Linked DNA regions of Neogale vison: region 2 is linked to region 1. Evidence: chromatin contacts called from public Hi-C data. All regions are on one chromosome and are shown on one strand. Each heading gives the region's core, a stretch centred on a gene start, on an enhancer-like site or on the middle of the called end of the contact. The rest is flanking DNA. Distances are from core to core; before and after follow the strand shown. Region 1 holds the start of TNRC6B (trinucleotide repeat-containing gene 6B protein). Region 2 holds the start of RPS19BP1 (active regulator of SIRT1).

Region 1 (4,672 bases), core at 840-3,339:
CTCCCTGCACACAGAGAGAAAACATTGCAGGTCACCATACATCATCAGTCCCTTGGTCAGCTAACCACATTTCATCCTTTAGGTCTCCTTGTAGATGTCACTTCTTCTGGGAATCCATCCCTGTCCTGCAAAGCTTGAGTCCTATGTTCCTCCCGTGTCCTTCCAAACCACCTGCACTGTAATGATTTTTATCTTTTGGCCACCCCCGCTAGACTTGAAGGTTCCCTGAAGGCAGAGGTGTTTTATTCAACTGTATAGCCCTTCTACCTTAGGAAAGTGCTGACAGACTCAATAAACATTTATTGAATAATTATTTGTTTGGGGACCTTTTATAATCAGAACAATTTAAGGGATACAAAGATGAAAAAGAAACCATTTGTTTTCAAGGAACTTACAACTAATTGGGGGCAGACAGATGTGTTTGACAATTAACTGTAAAACCAAGCACTGGTTTATGGGTGAAAAGAGTTACAAAAAACCAAAATGAAGATAAGAAAGGTTTTGAACTCTGAACATTTCTCATTCATTGTGTCTTCTGATTCAGAATCCCCATATTGGAATGCTAGGATGGGGTATGTGCATGTTCTTTTAAGGATTCAGGTTCTTAGGACCTTTATTAGAATTTGACTCATGATCTTTCTTCTGTCCTGCTGTGGCAGTTGCCAGGAATTACCTGCCACTTAATCTTAATTGATGTTTGTGAAATGCCTTGTCTTCCTCTGCTGAAAATCTGTTAAGTGTTGAGCATTACAGTATTACAGTGGTTGTTTTATTACTAAAGCAGTGCCAACGAGGTTACACAACAGCTTGGATCAGGAAGTGAAACAAGGGCGGTGATCCCACTGAAGCTACAGGGGATGGGGATTTGGGATGGTAAAATGTTAATTACCCAAGACGGAATGCAGGCTGGAGTCCAGAGCTGTGCTCCTGGAGATCATTTCAGTCCCAGAGGCTGGGCCTGGCTCTTTGGCAGTGGGTCCTAAGCATCCTGCCCTCCCCTGGCTGGAATGTTGGATTCACTTCCCTGAAAGCTGCCACAGAGAAAGAATCTAATGGCAAGGAGCCAGGAGCACACGTCTCGCACAGCATCAGGGGCCACTCTGGAAGCTTCCCAGGAGCTGAAGGGCTGTTCCATTTGTATGTAATAAATTATTTATTTCTAAAGCAATTTACTCTTTATCTCTCTTTAGACTCTCTTTCTGAGGTCTCTCTCCAAAGAGTGAGCTGGAGATAGATGAGTGAGGGTTGAGGAGGTAGGCTTGGCACACAAGGATGGTAGAAATGTTCATTTATAAAGCTGAGAAAATAAACACAGAAGTAGATGGGCTTCTGGTCAGGAAACACCAAGATGGTTTACTTTGGGGTGGAGAGGAACGGGTGCCGTAGAGGAGAATGCGGTGGCGGCAATGACAACCTCTCCACAGCTTTAGTCTCCCACAATGTCACCTACAGAAACTGATGGGGGGGGGGGAATACATTCGGAATAAACACATTTTGAAGATGCTGCGTTGGCTGTCAGGTAAGATTCCGAAGGAAGAGGCACCAATTAAAACAGCAAAGGCTCTGGAGTCAGATGGTCCTAGGACCAACGCCGGGTTCACCAATTACGTTCTATCTGGGTGACCTTGGGAAGGTGTCCTACATCTCTTCAGAGCCTTCGTTTCTATCTGTAAAATTCAGAGAATGTAAAACTCACAGATTTAGTCAGAAAATCCCTGTAAGAACCCCAGAACAGTAGGTGGCACAAAGCAGGCACAAAATAAACGACAGTCATTATTATCGTCAACTACGGCCCAAACGACCCGAGCCATCCAAACTCTCAGCAAACAATTAATCGTAGCACGGAGAATCCGATCTGACGGACGCGCCTATTTACCCAATAAGGTACCAGGAAAGAACTCTGTGGAGTCAAACCAATAGCACTAGTCCTTGTTGTTGGACGGGTTTTCTGACTGCCCCACCAATAGCTTGAAGATTTGACTAGAGAGTGACATTCTGACAGTCCAATGACGCACAGCCAGCCCACACTCAGCACTTCGAAGGGGATAAATCAAGGAGCCGGCGCGTATAGATTCCGTTATTAGGCAATACTGGATGGAGAGAGGAGCTCAGGGGAAACAGCGCGAGGGCGAGGCACCAATGAGCTAAAAAAAGAAAAAAGAGGATGGTTGCGCCAAGTGAGCTCGGCCGCCATCATGCTCTAGTTTCCCCTTCGCCTCTCCGCGTCCGCGACCAAGGAAGCGGCCTCTGGGATGCTGAGGGGGTGTGTCCCCGAATGATTGGCGCAGGCAGCTCAGCCAATCCTAGCTCGTCAAACGGGAAGCACTTGACCAATGAGGGGCGACGGCAGCGGCGAGGAATTGGAGGGGCGGAACCGCAGCTTGATGGGCACAAAAGTCAGCCAGTGAGAGCCGGAAGCATCCTCCCTACGGCCAATGGAGTGGGGCTCTGGGCGGGCTCCCGAGTGTTTGTGTTGTGGTTTTGGGGGAGGGAGGCGGAGGGGAAAGTTTGTTTATTTTGTTTTTAGTTTCTGGGGTCCCCGTGTTTCTGGGAGGTGAAGCGGGAGGGAGTGACCCCCCGCGCCCCTTCAGTCCCCCTACTACGTCGCCTCCATTGCTTGCGGAGAAGCGGGGACCGCGCGCATCGCAGCGCATCGCCTCACAGCGGAACGCCGCGCACTGGGAGCCGGCGCGGCTCGGCGGTGAGTGAGGACAGACGGCCACTGCCGCCCTTCCCCTCCCCCGCGCACCGCCCAGTCAGAGCTGGGCTGCCGGGTGGGCGAGGACAGCCGCGGGAGCGCGCGGCGCGGGCCGGCCTGTCAAGCTGAGGCGCAGCGTGTGCGTGTCCTCGCGAGTGAGCGCGCGCGGCGGGGACAGGGCCTGGGGGGGGGGGCGGGAGCGCGCGCGGGCCCCGGCGGGGGCGGCGGCGTTGAGCTCGCGCTCCGTGGGGGCGGGCATGTGGTGGGTTTGACCCCGGGGCTGGGAGGGACGCGGGCCACGTCCCGCGCGCAGAGAAGGGGCGCTCGGAATGGCAGGGCCGGGGCAGGCGGGCGGGCGCGCGCGGCTCCGGGCGTCACGCGCCAGCAGGTGTGAGCTGGGGGAGGGCTTCCGGGTGGGCTGGTCGAGTCGGGTTCGCTTCCCGTCGCTGGGGGGCCTCCGGGGCGGCGAGGCGCTCCCTGTCGCGGCGGAGAGCGGGGGCCCCAGCGGAGGCGCGTCGGGCCCCCTGCCTGGCGGGGCGGGTGGTGCAGAGGGAGGCGTCAGGCCTCGGAGCCTCCCGGTCCCTGACGGCGCGGGAGCTGCGTGACAGCGCGAACGCGTTCCCCTGCTTAATCCGGGCCGGGGGTGTGCGGGGGGGGGTGTCGCACCCCTCACCTTAGAGCCCTGCGGCGTGGCCACCTTCGAGAGGCGATTCAGGCTGGCCACGAGGAAATGGGACCAGACGGCACGAGGGGTGTTTCCTGTGTCCTCCCGAGCTGGCTCCCCTTAGCTTCAAACTAGCGGGTTTGTTAGCCATCGGGGGGCCGGGCACGCTAAAGTGGCTGAGGACACCCAGTAACCGTAGCTTCTTGTTAGGTGTCTTAAGTAAGGACCAGCCCATCCTCAGTTCTTTAGGGACAGTGGACTAGTCTCTGTCTTTTAAGATTCCTTGCTTTCTCACGTATCTCTCGGCTGTTTTATTACTCTTCAGCATCTATGCTGGAAATTGTGCGAGGAATAAGACGAATTTCAAGGTGGTCATTTGTATTACAATATAAGCAAAATTATGCAAGACAGAATTGGCCAGAGATATTTCTCCATAGTGAATAAAACGTTATGGGTTGCCTTCCTACCCCTGCCCGGCTACTCCCAGGAGTTAAGCATACAGAAATAAGGTGTATAAACATCTTGCATCTTAGCATCTTGTGAAAGTTTAAGAATAGAGGCTATTTCCTTCATAGTTGTAGGGAATTTCAGTGGAGGATAGCTTCCTGTTGATTTGGAGAGGCATCAGTGATTTCTGCTTTGAAACTATATTTATTGTTTTGGTAGTGTTGTGTAAATGCCTCTTTAAAAGCAGAACTTTTAGCACCCCTGCAGCGTGCTTTGTGGCTGTAGGTAGGTAGTGGGAGGGATATGAATGGAGTAGGTACCTACACTAAGGGATCCAGAACACAAAGCGACTGGCTTGTCCCACTTGGACACAGCGATGATGATAACAGCTGCCTTTATATTTTCTTGGTTCCTGGCTGTTTTTAGGTGCTTGTCCCAAACATCATTATTTGAGCAGAATAGTTTCTGATAGGACTTAAGAAGAAGAAATTACCAAGCTGCTTTTCTAAAGTACCATATACATGCTGTGCCCTTGAAAAAAATTTTTTTCTTCTTCATTAAAATAGAAGCACTTAAAAATGTTTTAAGTCAGAACAATACTATTTGTTCAAATGATGGTAAAAATATTAACCAACATTCACTGCTTTCTAATATGCCAGCCTCTGTATTTTTTTTTTTTTCCTAATCCTTACCTCAGATTTGTCATGTAGGTGACATCACTGTTTTGTGGCTAGGAAAAAGACCATCCAAGAGCTGCACAGCTAGGAACTTGGAGGGATAGGTTTAGTTAGTTTCACATCTGTCTGGTTTCAAAGCCTGCCCTTATTCCATTTTGCCTCCTAATTTATCCTGAGGAAATAAGG
Region 2 (4,684 bases), core at 341-2,840, 410 kb before region 1:
AATAATCCAAGCAAGAGATGATGAGGCTCACACCGAGGTGGCCCCAGAGTCCCCTCATCGTCTGTTAGGCAGCATGATGGGATGTGGGGACAAGGGCTGGGCCACAGGAGGTGACCCCTGGCCCCCCATGCTCCTGTTTCCCATCAACACCACTGCTGCTTACACGCACCTCACTCTTCTGCCTCCTCATTCTTGCTCACGCCGTTTCCTGCCTGGAATTCATAGTTCTTTCAACAAATACCTGAACACCTTTTATGTACCAGGCTCTGGGTACATGTTCAGAGACACCCTAGGAGCTCACCGAGCTCTGCCACATGTCAAAAGACCCCGCCATCCAGCCCACACCTGTCCCTCCTTAAGCCCGTCCCTCCTGTTACATGGCACCCTATCTCCCAAGATGCTCTCTTAGAAACTGGGCTGTTCTTGTGTCTCCCTCTTCCTCCGCCCCTGCAGCCAATTCACCGCTGAAGCCCAGCAACCTTCCCTCTCTTCACATCTTCCCCCTGCAGCATCGTGGCTGCCCAGGCCACAGTGTCTCCCACCCGAACCGAGTAGGTGATAGCAAATCTCCGCAGACACACTGCCTGGTTCCCACCTGTGCCATCTGGACCAGTGCCTGTTTCTGCATCTGACAAATGGGGGGTCATGGCAGCACCGACTTCACAGGGTCGCGTGAGGAACCAAAGAGGGAACATTTATGTATGCAGGGTTTAGAACACACCAGGCACGCAGAACATTCACGCCTTGTTAAGCGATCCATCTCTGGTCTTGTCCACTATGTCACCTTTCCCAGTCCAAGTGCCACAGCAACGAGCTTCTACCTACCTCTGCATGAGCTATCTTCTCTAGAGCGCTCTTCCCCTGGCTCAGTCTTACACTTCCTTCAGTTATGGGCTTAAATGCCATTTCAGCAGGGCACTCTGATTTGGTTTTTTATTTTAAGTCCGTCCCAGAGCACGCCAGTCTTACTCCACAGGCCTCATCACACTTAGCAATTACTCTCCGCATCCGAAACGCTGGTACTTTTCTTCCCACTGGGGCAGTAGCCCAAGAGGGCCGGGACCAGGAGTTTCGTCCAGCCCCGTACTCCCAGGACCCGGCTCCGCGTCCGGCGCACACCTGCTATTCCAGAAACGCCCGGCCACCCCTTCAAGCTCAGCCTCCAGCGCCCCCTCCTCCAGGGTGTCGCCCCCTTCCCGAGCTCACCGAGCGCGGACTTGGGCACCTTTCCCTTGGCCGAGTTCCGCAGTTTCTGGGCCTGGGTTGCCTTTGCCTTCCGGGTCCGCTTCGCCGGGGCCCCGGTCGTCTTGGCCGGGCCTGCCGCGGCCCGGGGGGCTGCAGGGGAAGGGAGAGAGGAACGGACCGGGTCGGAGGGCGCGCAGGGTCTCCATCCCCCCAAGGCCAAGCCCGGCTTGGACAGTCCCGTAACCTCTGGAATCTTCCCCGCCGCCCCTTCCGACCCTCTGCCCGCGCTGCGCGTCCCCGGCCAGGACCTCCTCACCCTCCGGCGCCCCTAGCAGCTCCAAGCCGCGCCGCAGCAGGGCGGCCGACATGACCGTGTTTGGTTCCGCCCACACACCACGCTACTTCCGCCTTGGCGGCCCTCGTCGTCTCGACGGAAACGCGAGCGGGAACAGAAGGTTCCGGGGTGACCGGGCGGAAGTGCCCGCCTGCCTAAGGACGCATGCGTTTGGGGTCGCCACTTTACTACGGAGGGAAATAGGGGCGGGGACTGGAGGCGGGGTCAACCTGCAGAAGGACACACATGCTGTCCAATCCTAAGAAGGCCACGCCTTCTTCCAGAAGCCGTCGGTGACCAGCCGCGGGTCGGCTTTCCAGAGTCCCGAAGCTTCGTACTGGGTGAGGCGGGAGACAGAGCGGAGTGTTCAAATACGCAGTGTTTCGGTAAAGGGAATTGTAGAATCGGGTTCTTTTTCACATACATCGACCAAAGCAACGTATCGCACAGGTGGAGTGTGGCATGCGAATCCCGCTTTTCTTCCATTATGTCAGATATGAGAGACATTTGAAAAAAAAAAAAAAAAGCAAAACCGTATCAGTGTTTTCCCGCTCTTTTGTTTGCCTTGGAAAATACAGCCATTTTCATTAGAAATATTTATTCAACATAGAGCAGGCAAGCAGAGCATGTCTGGCAACGTCACTGGGCCACAGGGCCCCCCACGGCCTTTTATAACACGCAATGGGTTTGCTATTGTTTTGAAAAAAATAAATCAATAAATACAATGTATTAACTTACTAAATTTTAAAAATTAAAAACTTATCAGTTTTAGTTTCCAATAGAGTAAATACCAGGAGGTAGTCACACACCGTAAAGCTCTTTGGGATCGTGAACTTGTTTAAGTGTGTCAAGAGTTTCTCAGACCGGGGCGCCTGGGTGGCTCGGTCGGTTAGGTGATGCCTTCGGCTCAGGTCATGATCCCAGCGTCTGGGGATGGAGCCCCGCAACCCGGCTCCCTGCTCGTTGGGAAGCCTGTTTTCCCTCTCCCACTCCCCCTGCTCGTGTTCCTGCTCTTGCTGTCAAATAAACAATTAGATAAAATCTTAAAAAAAAAAAAAAGTTTCTCAGACCAGAAAGTTTGAGAACTTCTGGGCTTGAAATTACTCTTCTTACAGTGGGGAGGAATCCTGCCCTGTTCACAACTCCACCTGCAGCTCCTAGCCCCGTACCTGGAATGCAGAAGGCACTCAACAGATGAGTGGTGAATGTCAGGGAATATGATTTGAGGGCCTTTTGTATGCCTGGCGCTGTGGAGAGGGACATGGAGATGACATTGCTGGATGAACCTCACTGTCTAACTTCCACGAGCTAGTCCAGTGGGGGAGAACACCTAAACAGAAGGCAGTAATAGAATACACTATGTTAAGGTACTGTTTGCATTTGTTAACTCATCTACTCCCCTACCATCCATAACTCTGGGGTAGGAGCAACCCCCACCCCTCCCCACCCCTGGTCCCGACCCCATTTTACAGATTAGGAAACAGTAGCACAGAGCCAAGGAGTCTGTCCAGGTTACACATGTTGGTGTTGGTACTGGGAATCAAGACACAGAGCCTGAGTGTGTATGTGTGTGTGTGCTCTGCCTCACAGGCTAATAGTGGGGCAGTGCTGGGGCGATGCTGGGGTGGGGGGGTGGCTGACAAGCCCACAGGAGCAAGAGATCTCTGGAGAAAAGGAGCCATTCTTGTGGGAGGGGAGAGTCCCAGGAAGGAGGACACCTTAGCTAAGGCATCATACTCCCTGGGACAGGAGTGGCTCCAGAGGGGTGACCAGGGAAGGGTGGGTATTTTTTGTTGTTGTTTTTAAAGATTTTATTTATTTGAAAGTGTGAGTGAGAGCAAGTGAGAGAAAGTGAGAGCAAGAGTGGGGTGAGGGGCAGAGGGACAAGCAGACTCCCTGCTGAGCAGGGAGCCTAATGCGGGTTCAATCCCAGAACTCTGGGATCATGACCTGAGCAGAAGTCATCGCCTAACCGACTGAGCCACCCAGGTGGTCCAGGGAACGATGTTCTAATTTGCATCCAACTCCATGAATTTGCCTTGAGGACTGTGGGGGGTCATGGAACACAGTTACATTGTCAGACATGCTCTTTTTGTCTGCATCTAAAATAGCCAGAATGTTTTCTTTTCTTTCTTTCTTTCTTTTTTTTTTTTTAAAAAGATTTTATTTATTTATTTGACAGAGAGAGATCACAAGTAGGCAGAGGCAGGCAGAGAGAGAAAGGGGGAAGCAGGTTCTCCGCGGAGCAGAGAGCCCATGCGGGGCTCGATCCCAGGACCCTGGGATCACGACCTGAGCCGAAGGCAGAGGCTTTAACCCACTGAGACACCCAGGCGCCCCGCCAGAGTGTTTTCTTAAGATGTTTATTGTTTATTGTCTCCCCCCCACCACACCCCGCTACAAGGGTAGGAATCTTGGTTTTGTTCATGGTTATATCTCTACCTCCCAGAACATATAGTAAGCACTCAATAAATGTTCAAATCGGTTGGATTTATACGAACTGAACATCAGTTGAGTTTGGGATGCCTGTGGGAGGCTAGGTAGAGATGTACAGGTGATTGTAGGATGTGTGAGTCTGTCTCTCAGGATGGCAAAGGACCAAGCTCTATGTATTCCCTTCCTCCTCTCCATCGCGGATGGTCAGCACATGGTCCCCAGGGTGTAGGAGTTCTCTGTCTTCCAGTGTCCCAGCGAACAGGGACAAGCAGTCACGGTCGGATTCCTGTAGCGTCCTCAGGTCAACCCGCTGCTTGCTCCGCGGACTCTGGAGGGGGACAGGCGGCTCCTTTAGCCACTAGGTGGCGCCGCAGGACAGCTTTCGTGCACAGCGCGCCTCCGGGATCCTAGTTGGGATTTCGGGGTAGGAGTGTGGGGTCGGGGCACCCTTTGGCCTCAACTGGCTCTTTGCAGCCAGCACCGTGTGGCCACGACCTTTTGCCGCCTCTATCTTGGGACCTTCCAAGACCGGGCTGGACTAACCCCTCCTGGTCCTGCTGAGGTGGAGCAAACAGGCTGGGCTGGGCGGGGGCGGGGCTGGAGGGGGAGGAGGGGGAGGAGGAGGAGGAGCCCCCGCCCTGAAAAGGGGGGGTGAACGGCAACAGGTGGGCACTCACTGTGGGGAAGGCTCCAGTGACCCTAGCCAGTCCCTTAACAGAGCTTCATTTT

The links. A called contact is a pair of places that touch in the nucleus more often than the background predicts.
Region 2: a Hi-C map of muscle shows a contact between it and region 1, with 16 times the contacts expected there. The contact joins the promoter of RPS19BP1 here to the promoter of TNRC6B in region 1. A contact is called at or near these places in 2 of 3 Hi-C or Micro-C datasets (fibroblasts and muscle).

What each region holds. Positions count from the first base shown.
Region 1 is chr12:8,544,102-8,548,773 of ASM_NN_V1, reverse strand. TNRC6B (trinucleotide repeat-containing gene 6B protein) reads left to right here and starts at 2,089. Exons shown (of 26, transcript XM_044229099.1): 1 at 2,089-2,404. The coding sequence starts at 2,334.
Region 2 is chr12:8,956,785-8,961,468 of ASM_NN_V1, reverse strand. It overlaps RPS19BP1 (active regulator of SIRT1), which reads right to left and starts at 1,590. Exons shown (of 4, transcript XM_044227703.1): 1 at 1,502-1,590; 2 at 1,207-1,335. The coding sequence starts at 1,553.